2 separate regions of the Dromaius novaehollandiae genome follow, and region 2 is linked to region 1. A link is a contact called in public Hi-C data. All regions are on one chromosome and are shown on one strand. The core of a region is the stretch at or near the end of the contact, and the rest is flanking DNA. Distances in the headings are between cores, read along the strand shown.

Region 1 (4,407 bases), core at 904-3,403:
ACAGGCATATAAATAGTCTAAAGGAAAGGGCAAAGGAGGACAAAACCTGGAAGAGTGCAGTACTACTAGGAATACAGGCCTACATTAACCATGCCAGGCAATGCCATCTTCCAAGCCTGAGCAACCACACGCCTCTGTAAGAACGAGACGCTAGAGGGAGAGTGTTATTGCTACATCTTCCCGCAACCCACAGGGAGTAACACTTGCTCCGGAGATAGTAAGGTGTGCTTATGCTCGCAGACATATTCATGTCACCTAAGTCTAGCGGCCAAGGCACTATCCACAAAGGCTGACGTCAGCTGTTCTACAGTGTTGTTGCTTCTTCAACGTTAGCGGAGCTACAACAGTTTGTTAGGTGTGTATCTTTTCTTCTCTGAAGCAAAAAAAAAAAGGATTCATTCCAAAAATACAACAGCCTGAGTAAACTGATAAATTTCAATCACTCTTTTTTTCATTTGTTCTTTATTTTGAAGATAGTTGGCATGAAAAAATGTAAGGTTGGCCCAATATTAACATGTTTAATTCTACTTTTCCCCTTAAAAGCAAATGACAACGGATCATATGTCCTTGGAATTGTAACATCTGAGTCTACCATAAAAACTTTAAAATAAAATAATATTAATTCTCTCTACTGATTTCCTCACAGGGAAATATTCTTTGTATACATCAGTTATGATGGGTGGAAAAATATGTTGATTAAATGCATTTTTAAAGTGCTATTTCTGAAAGCCATGGAATCTTTGGTCACAATCTCATCTTGTATGGCCCTTAGCCCCAAATTTAGACCAAGCTACAGCAAGAGATCCATCTGTTCAGTTGAGAGTATTCTCTATACATGTAAGAAAACCTTTTTTCCAGTGGAACTTGATGCTCGTGAGAGCTGCTTCCCATGGAGGAAGGCCCCACCAGTTCTCTTACGCAGACAGACTAAATCCAGAGTACAGTCAGGGAAGGGCTTCCAAAGGATGCTTCATATCCAGCGGGAAGCCAGTGGACAGCAGAACAAGTTGTTCATGGCAACCTGTGATTTTAAAGAAACAAACTGCACCATTCTTTACCAGCTGGAACATTTTGGGGACATCCACTTACTCCAGAAAATAGATCCCACTCTCAAGAAAGCACTTAACATAATACATGCTTAAACCAATCTGGACAACTGTGCTTTTTAATGGAAACTTAGCTGCTGGCCCCATTTCCTGGGTCTTGGTCACAAAATCTTTGAAGCAAAGACTGATTTTCTGGAGTTCTTTACTGACTGGAATCTTCATCACATTATGCTTACCAAAATATTTTGTACTTATTTACATATTAATTTGATTTCAGATTACTGAAACACTGCAAGATTTACAGATCCAATAAAATGCTATGAGTTTGCTTTAATATCCTGAAATCAAATTAGCAAACAAAATGGCATAAATACAAATCAGCCTTACATTCTGTAAATTGAACTGCAGCTGCTGCTTGTATGGTGCAAACTCCTGAGCCAGTTCATATCCTTCATGGTAAAATGTAAATAATCCTTGAAGAAAGGCCAAAAGCTGAAAAGGTAAATAGAAGAAGCATTACATATTAACAAGTGCTCTTAAAGTTAAATACTACAAGTAAAACACACACACTAACTTAGAAATAAGGAATATTGCCTATGCTAGTGAAAAAATAGTTCTTAAATGACTGATAAACATTTTTATTCAGGTAAATACTAGAAAGCAAAAAACTAAGGACAGTTGATTTTTTAATTTGTTTTCGGCAGCAAAACATTCCTACCACCTATTAGTTTTAAAATGCCATTTAACTTAATCTGTTATAAAATAAAGCAATGTTCATCTAGACACTGCAGTAAGTTGCATCACATGCTATTAAGTAACAAGCATTTAATTTTTATTGTGGAGTGTTTCCCTTTGTATATGTAGTTTAGCTTAAATACAGCCAAGCAAAGATAAAAAGAAGGATATATTCATTGGGACACAGAATAACAAAAGCAGAGAAACAGGCCTGATTTATCTTACTGTATTATATCCATTGAAAAATTAATCATCTAGTCTAAGTAGCACCACCCCCAGCTACCGCAGCACCTTCAGATACAGCAGCGCCCCTACTCCTGTCATCACTCCAGCTTGCTTCAGTCAAAAGCAGGTGGGTTCGCTTAAACCATAATAAGAGCCTACTGCTAAACCCCTCTTATTCAGTGAAAGAAGAATTGTGGTAGTAATATGAGCGCTCAGCAAAACTGCAGCCAAAGCAGACTGTCAGAGCACACCCAAAATTGCAGCAAAAGAAATAGTGGGGGAAAGATTCAGCATGTCAGTTTATGCCTGATCTTTAAAGATCCACTTAGAAGTCATTTCTGAAGAACATACTACAAATTGGTTAAACTTCAGCTTGACTATTGAAAGAAAACCAGTTTCTGTCACACAAACAGTTTTTACTGAGAATGTAGAACACCGAGAACTATTGCGGGGAAAACACTGGGCACTAGATGGCAGCAAAGCTGAAGTTATCTGAGAGCACAAAACATGCGGCAAAAAGAAAAAAAGACAAAAATTCTGCATGCATTTGAATTAAACTGCTGTCCTGGTCTTCTGGCAGCTGTGCATTGCAGAGGTCTGGCTTTGAAATTCTCTTGGTCAAATACTCTCTAAGCACACAGAAAAACAAGAATAGAAGAAAAGTAAAAATGTGCTTATTTTATGCCAGTCCTAGTCCAGGTTACTGATGCTCTGTGTTAAAGAAACTGATACTAAGGATGTTATTTGCTCCTATGAACATATCACTAGTGGTGGAAGAAAAGGAGACCAGAAAACAGCCTGCACCCAAAGGGCCTGCGCTGTAAGGCTTTCTCATAACCTCTTCTCTCCCCTTGGGAGGGGTGGCAGCACTGTCGTAGCACTGCACGGAGATCTGAAAGTCGGGTACTTTTGCCCTATGCTTATGCTGTTAGTGGGGTTGTGTCGTTGCTGATGTTACAAGCAGCACCGATGCTAGAGTCAGTTATTTTAAATAACAGGAAAAAAAAATATAGCCAGATATTCTTTTAATCAAAAAAGATTTTCAGAATGTGTTTCAAGGTGGTTTTCACATGTGAAGAGGTGCCTTGGCTCACCAAACATTACATATAATCCCTGATGTGTTGATACCATTGATTTTTTAAGTGTTACATGTCCCTTATAGTTACCCCTCTTTGAATACCTAATTGGACAGATCAATAAAAAGCAAGGTTTGAACTCAGTAATGCAATGCTACTCACTGCCTGCACGCTGCAAGAGCTGCAAGGATTTCAAACCAGAACCTGAAACAAAATCCAGCTCCTTCGTGGGACTTTATTTATTTTTATGCCGAGCTTGTGACCTCAAGAACTGCTTGGTCATTTCATTCTCACAGGAAGACGACTGTACTTAGGTTTCGGATAGGAGAGGAATTTAACCTCTGGCCTGCAGTGCATCAGCCAAAAGTCCCTGTCTCCCTGGTTTCATTTTATTTATAAGTAGATAGCACCAGAAGGTACTTATCCATCAGATTAAAGTGAATGTGGCTAATAACGTAGGAAATCCAAGAAACGGGAAATTGAGTTTGAGTTTTATTATCCACAGTTTCTTTAGACAAAAAAGTGAAGTCTCATGGGACTACATGCAATTACACTCCGATTTTTTTTCCTCTTTAAATAAACACTTCTAGGCTTTTGTGACAGTTAACGGACCATTCCTCTCACTTCAGATCGTTTACTGTTTCTGAACTCTGGGCCCTGATCCCTGCAGGCCAGTGGGGATCCTGGCATGACTGAGCGACAGAGCGGAGCCCTAGGAAGTGTTTTACTCTGAAAAAGTGTACATCTCCAGAAAATCGCATTGGTTTTGACTAGTTTCTCTGGGCCCAAAATGGCAAAACTAGGAGCAGAGATTATTTTCACCTACTTTGTTTTGTTTTTAGCCTGCTGCAGGGTAAATTGTAAAATTAATTTGTGCTTGAGAGCAGGTTCAAACTTGTAATCTGAATGAAAAATTTTAGTATATTTTTTTTCCTTGAAAAATATTAAAATCTAGGAGGACCACAAATAGGCAGTTGCCAATTACTCATATTTTAATATACATTAGTACCTTCTTGAGGCAAGAGGCACAGCACAGCAGAGAAACCCAGGGAAGGAGGGCCAGCTGCAGAAGTCTCCTCTGAACACCAGATTCCCCTGTTCAGAGTAGGAACCATTTCGTCCCTCAAAATTTCTTCTTCTCCCTGGAGGAGAGGGACGTTCTCCATTCTGGCAGCTTCTGCTCCCCTAGGTGTAACACGCCTGGCAATTTTTTCCACTCTGTCCCAGACCACCCATATCTTTTGGCGTAGACAATCAAAAATCTTGGAAGGAACGGCAGTGTAGCAGGTTAACTCCTTTTTGAGTTCTGCTTTCATGACACGAAA
Region 2 (4,407 bases), core at 566-3,065, 130 kb after region 1:
TTTTCAGCTCAGGCTTGGGCAATCAGCCCTTGCCTGAGCTGTGCCATAGGTGTATCTGTCTGCTGTGGTGCTTCTGGCCTTGTCTTCTTGATAGACTCAGATCTGTCTTGTAGGTTGGTTGTCTCCGGTGCTGTCTTCTGGTGGACCTCAAGCCTATGTAATCTTCTCTACCCTCATATCTCTGGCCCTGCTTCCTGCTGCTTCTGAGTGGGCAACCTGCATGGCCTATGGGCTCGACTGACCTTGTCTGGGGCTGCCGGTGTTACCAGCACCCTGCTTTACCCACCCTGCTGAGGTGCTGCAGGCCTGTGCCTGGTGGGTGATGGCACTGACCATGCCATCGCCAGCCCTGGCTCCCGACTCACCCTCCCTCATGGAGCAGCCCTGTAGCAGCGAGGGGGTGGGTGCAGCTCCTGCTGTGGCCTTGCTGCCACTAGCTCCAAGGCAAACGCAGCACAGCCGGGGTGGGCAGGAGAGCAGGACTATCCCTTTCGCTGGCAGCCTGTCATTAAGCTGCTTTGGGTGTGTTGTGAGTTTACACCTGAGGTGTCTTTCTGCTATCACAATCATTTTTCTAGGACTTAGCTTCTGAAAACCAGTTTTTTATCCAGTGCTTTGAACTTCATGGTCTCTTTTCACTTGAAGTAACTGAAAATCCATATCTAGTTTCCTGTGCTGGTGATTTAAGTGCACAGTGGAGTCATAGTTTTAAAATGTTGGCTAATCTTTAGGTGGAGTTTGAAGGTGACCTTAAGCAGGTTCCTCATTTAGCCAGATCACCCTGAGAGTGAAGCCTGATCCCCACCAGATCAGGCACGTATACTTAATACCTTTGAGTAGCCATTTGCACTCTTCCTTCTGTCATTATCATTATAGTTTTCTTTTCATTAGATCAGTATCACTCTACTCAGTTGACTGGGAATTTCCCCCAGGAATATGCCTTGCCAAAAGCAATATTATTTCAGGACAGATTTGCATGAGAACAGGTTTTTCAGGTTCTCAGTGGTAAGCTATATGGAAATATGTAGTTTGGAAAACTTGTTTTTTTTTTTTTTTTTTTTTAAAGGAAAATCCAGCAAGGTCATAAACTCTTTTATATAAATGTGTATATATATATATGCATACACACACACACACACACACACATATATATATATATATACAGACACACACACATATACATATATATCTGCTTTCACTCCGCAAAACAATTGCCAGCCAGCAGTGCAACTAAGGATTATGGCTAGCATATGGCACGTATTATTCTAGAGCCTTTTATCTCCTCAGGGGAAAATGGCACATCTATTTTTAAATGGTTGTTTAAATTACCAGTGTGATGAAAGCTTGAAATATTTTCTTCTTTTACTTCCATAAAGTAGAAAAAAGGACCACTTTATTGAAATTATGGAGGTTCACAACTTACTCTAATGCTGTTCTTCCCCAAAATAATACTTTGCTACAGATCCAAGTGTGGGAATTTGTGTTTAACAAAATACAGAAATACAGTTTAAACTGTGAATGATGCTGAATACATGCTTCTGACAGGGTGGCTTGTCATGCAGTGGAAGATGACAGCCACATTAAAGTAGGTCATACTATAGTTTCAAAGTTTTGTTAGAAGGCTAAAGAAGTGATGTTATGGATGCCTTCTTCCACATCTAAATCTTATCCCAGGGCCAGCTAGGCAGCATCCTCATGCACTATTGCTTTGCTGTTGGAGTCCCTCCCCTGTTCTCACTCTGAGTCTGTGGAAACTCCTGTAAAAAGCTCTGTCATTCAGTCTTGGAACAAACTAAAATGCTGTAACCTGAGGAAACCCTTAATTAGGGCACAGCTGTGGCTGACTCTGCTCAGTCTGTGTCAGCAACCCACTTACAGCCTGGGACTCCCAACAGCGTGCATGCACTTACACAAGCACCCTTAGCATAACTATAAGCTCAAATGAAGGCATGTAACTGAATATCCACATTCAAAAAGCCCAGCTAATGTAATTGGGCATGCAATTGTGCAAGCAGATTTGGGTGTACACTTTTTAACACCAGGCTAGTAAGGCTGTATTTTTAGCAGTTGTTTTCATTTGTGCTTACTTGTATTGAATATTGTATTTATCCCATTCAGATTTGCAGCTCACTTTGAAGAACCACATCTGAAACTCGCATGACAATATGAAGAGGTATATCTTTTAAGATAGGATGAGCATCTCGTTTGGTTTTAATCAGCCAATTTGCAAAAACAGATTTAACCTGATATAAATAATCTCATAATTGAAGTAAAGGACATGCAATTAAATGGTTAATAATGCTGAAATAGGCCTTCTGCTCATTAAAATAAAATCTTGCAATGATTGACTTCTATGCAGATAATTTTCCCCCCTACTTAAGGGGAATTATATATTAAGTTTTAATGTGCCTATGCATTTAACTGCCTAAATGTCATTTTTACAGTGGTTCAGTGGTATACGCACAATAAACAATTTTGTAAAACAAATTTGAAAACAGAGCACTTACTCAAATAAATGTTGCATGTGACATTTTACTTAAATATTAGGGATATGATATTTACATTGAAATCTTCAGAGTTTATGCTAAAATATTTATTAAGCTTCAAACATAGATTCCTCTAATATAAGCAAATTACTATTTGTGATAGAAATGCTAGTCTTTTTTAGTTTTGTATGCACATAATTCAGTCCTGAAATGCCCTCTACTGGTCATAGTCAGAAGGCAGTCAGGAAAGCAAAGATATTTCAGGGTAGGAAAACAGATGTGATAATATGAGTTATATCATCCAGCACAGTTTCTGATTTTTGAAGGAATATATTTATCAAAAAGTATCTAAAATTTATGATTGTCTAATATGAAACAGTTTAAAAGGAGAATCTAATTAGCACCAGATAGACTTTACAGGGGATGTTTCTAAACAAAACTTTTTTTGGTACTAGAATTAAAACACTTTTACTTGACATGACCTGTTCTTTCCTCACTCCAAGTCACACACGGAATTATGTTACTGAAGCTAACTGGACTGGAAAAAATGATGAGTTGCAGCATATTGATATTCTAAAATTGTGGAGTGAGCAGAAGCCAAATGTGTAACATAAACAAGGACAAAGTTGTAGCTAGCAGAGAGTAAAGAGGATCACTACTGGTGCCTGCTGATCAGTCAGTGTTGCCTTCCCTTCCCTATTATAGTATGTTCCTAGGATCCTTGAAGTAGAAGAGGGGATCTGCATTGCTTTGATGGATGGGCCCAGAGAGCAGAAGATGTTAATGTGATCGGGTCAGTGTACAATAGTAGACAACTAAGTGTAGTTTGGGACTCTGAGTACAGTGATGGTACTCATGCTAAGTAGCATGAAAAGACATGACCATTAAAATCTTCCTGAACTTTATATATGTTAAAAATAGAAAGTGATTGATGTGTTTGAAGTATAAGATATTAAGGCTTTGATTTTGTCAAAGTCCTTCCTCTTAAAATATATGAACACATACATACATGAGCCCTTTCCTTGACAGGCTTATAGATTAAAGATGCTTTTGTAGTTCTTACCATTTGAATTAGATCCTGCTTCTTTTAAGACAAGACAAAAGCATTCAAGTGGTGAAACAAATGAACAGCATCATTTGGAAGTTTCCCATTTCTGTTGTTTGTTTTTACTAACAACCTTGACTCTGGCAAAGAACAGACACTGTTTAATAGTACTGAGATCTGGCAAATTTGTAGCATCATCAGATTTTTAAAAACATCATTGCTTTTAGTGACATTCCTGGTACATAGAAGTGTGTTTGTGTGATGTCTTCATCTGACTTGTATTTTGCTTGCTATTTTTGTAGACCCCACCCTGGTTTTTGAAAAATTATAACTGGTCTTTGAACTACAATGTTATGCCAATTTAGTTTCAACTTCTGACTGTGGCAGTGTCAAGTGAGTCTTTCTTTCTCTTTTGGCACAATGGTACTCATCTTTGGGGATGATGACATGGTGGCCAGGATGCCAGAACCCATATCTTTCAGGCCTCCTGTTGGCACAGTGAAAAATTATGGATCTAAGAGACGTAACAGGTAGATATATCAGGTAATATTCCGTTCTTACATTAAATTGTCCACCAATTAAGTCTCATTTCCAGTACATTGATTCTAGTGATTTATTCCACTCTCATACACCTCTTGTTTATATATATACTCCTAATATGGTCACTGTGTAGTTGTAGACATTTTGTTTGGGAAAATTACCATCTTTAACTTTTGCCAGTATCTATAAACATTACTACATAAGAGACTGAAATTACACTTTTGTTACTATGGGCAACTGGTAGTACCGGACTGTGCGCTTGGGTGGGGATACTGCCTTGTCTGTATCTCCAAAGCTTTCAGGATCCAATATTGACTGGATACCACACCTCATATT

What was found. A called contact is a pair of places that touch in the nucleus more often than the background predicts.
Region 2: a contact with region 1 is called in a Hi-C map of ovary, with 4 times the contacts expected there. The contact joins two enhancer-like sites. A contact is called at or near these places in 3 of 4 Hi-C or Micro-C datasets (brain, liver and ovary).

Annotation. Positions count from the first base shown.
Region 1 is chr1:204,593,653-204,598,059 of bDroNov1.hap1, forward strand. ARHGAP42 (Rho GTPase activating protein 42) reads right to left here. Exons shown (of 24, transcript XM_026109167.2): 7 at 1,434-1,538. Among named protein-coding and RNA genes, the nearest start is that of PGR, 100 kb to the left of the region's middle. Within about 2 kb of position 2,154, at least 1 of the 2 cell types and tissues checked has open chromatin away from gene starts, as enhancers often do.
Region 2 is chr1:204,728,351-204,732,757 of bDroNov1.hap1, forward strand. No RefSeq gene overlaps it. Among named protein-coding and RNA genes, the nearest start is that of ARHGAP42, 25 kb to the left of the region's middle. Within about 2 kb of position 1,816, at least 2 of the 2 cell types and tissues checked have open chromatin away from gene starts, as enhancers often do.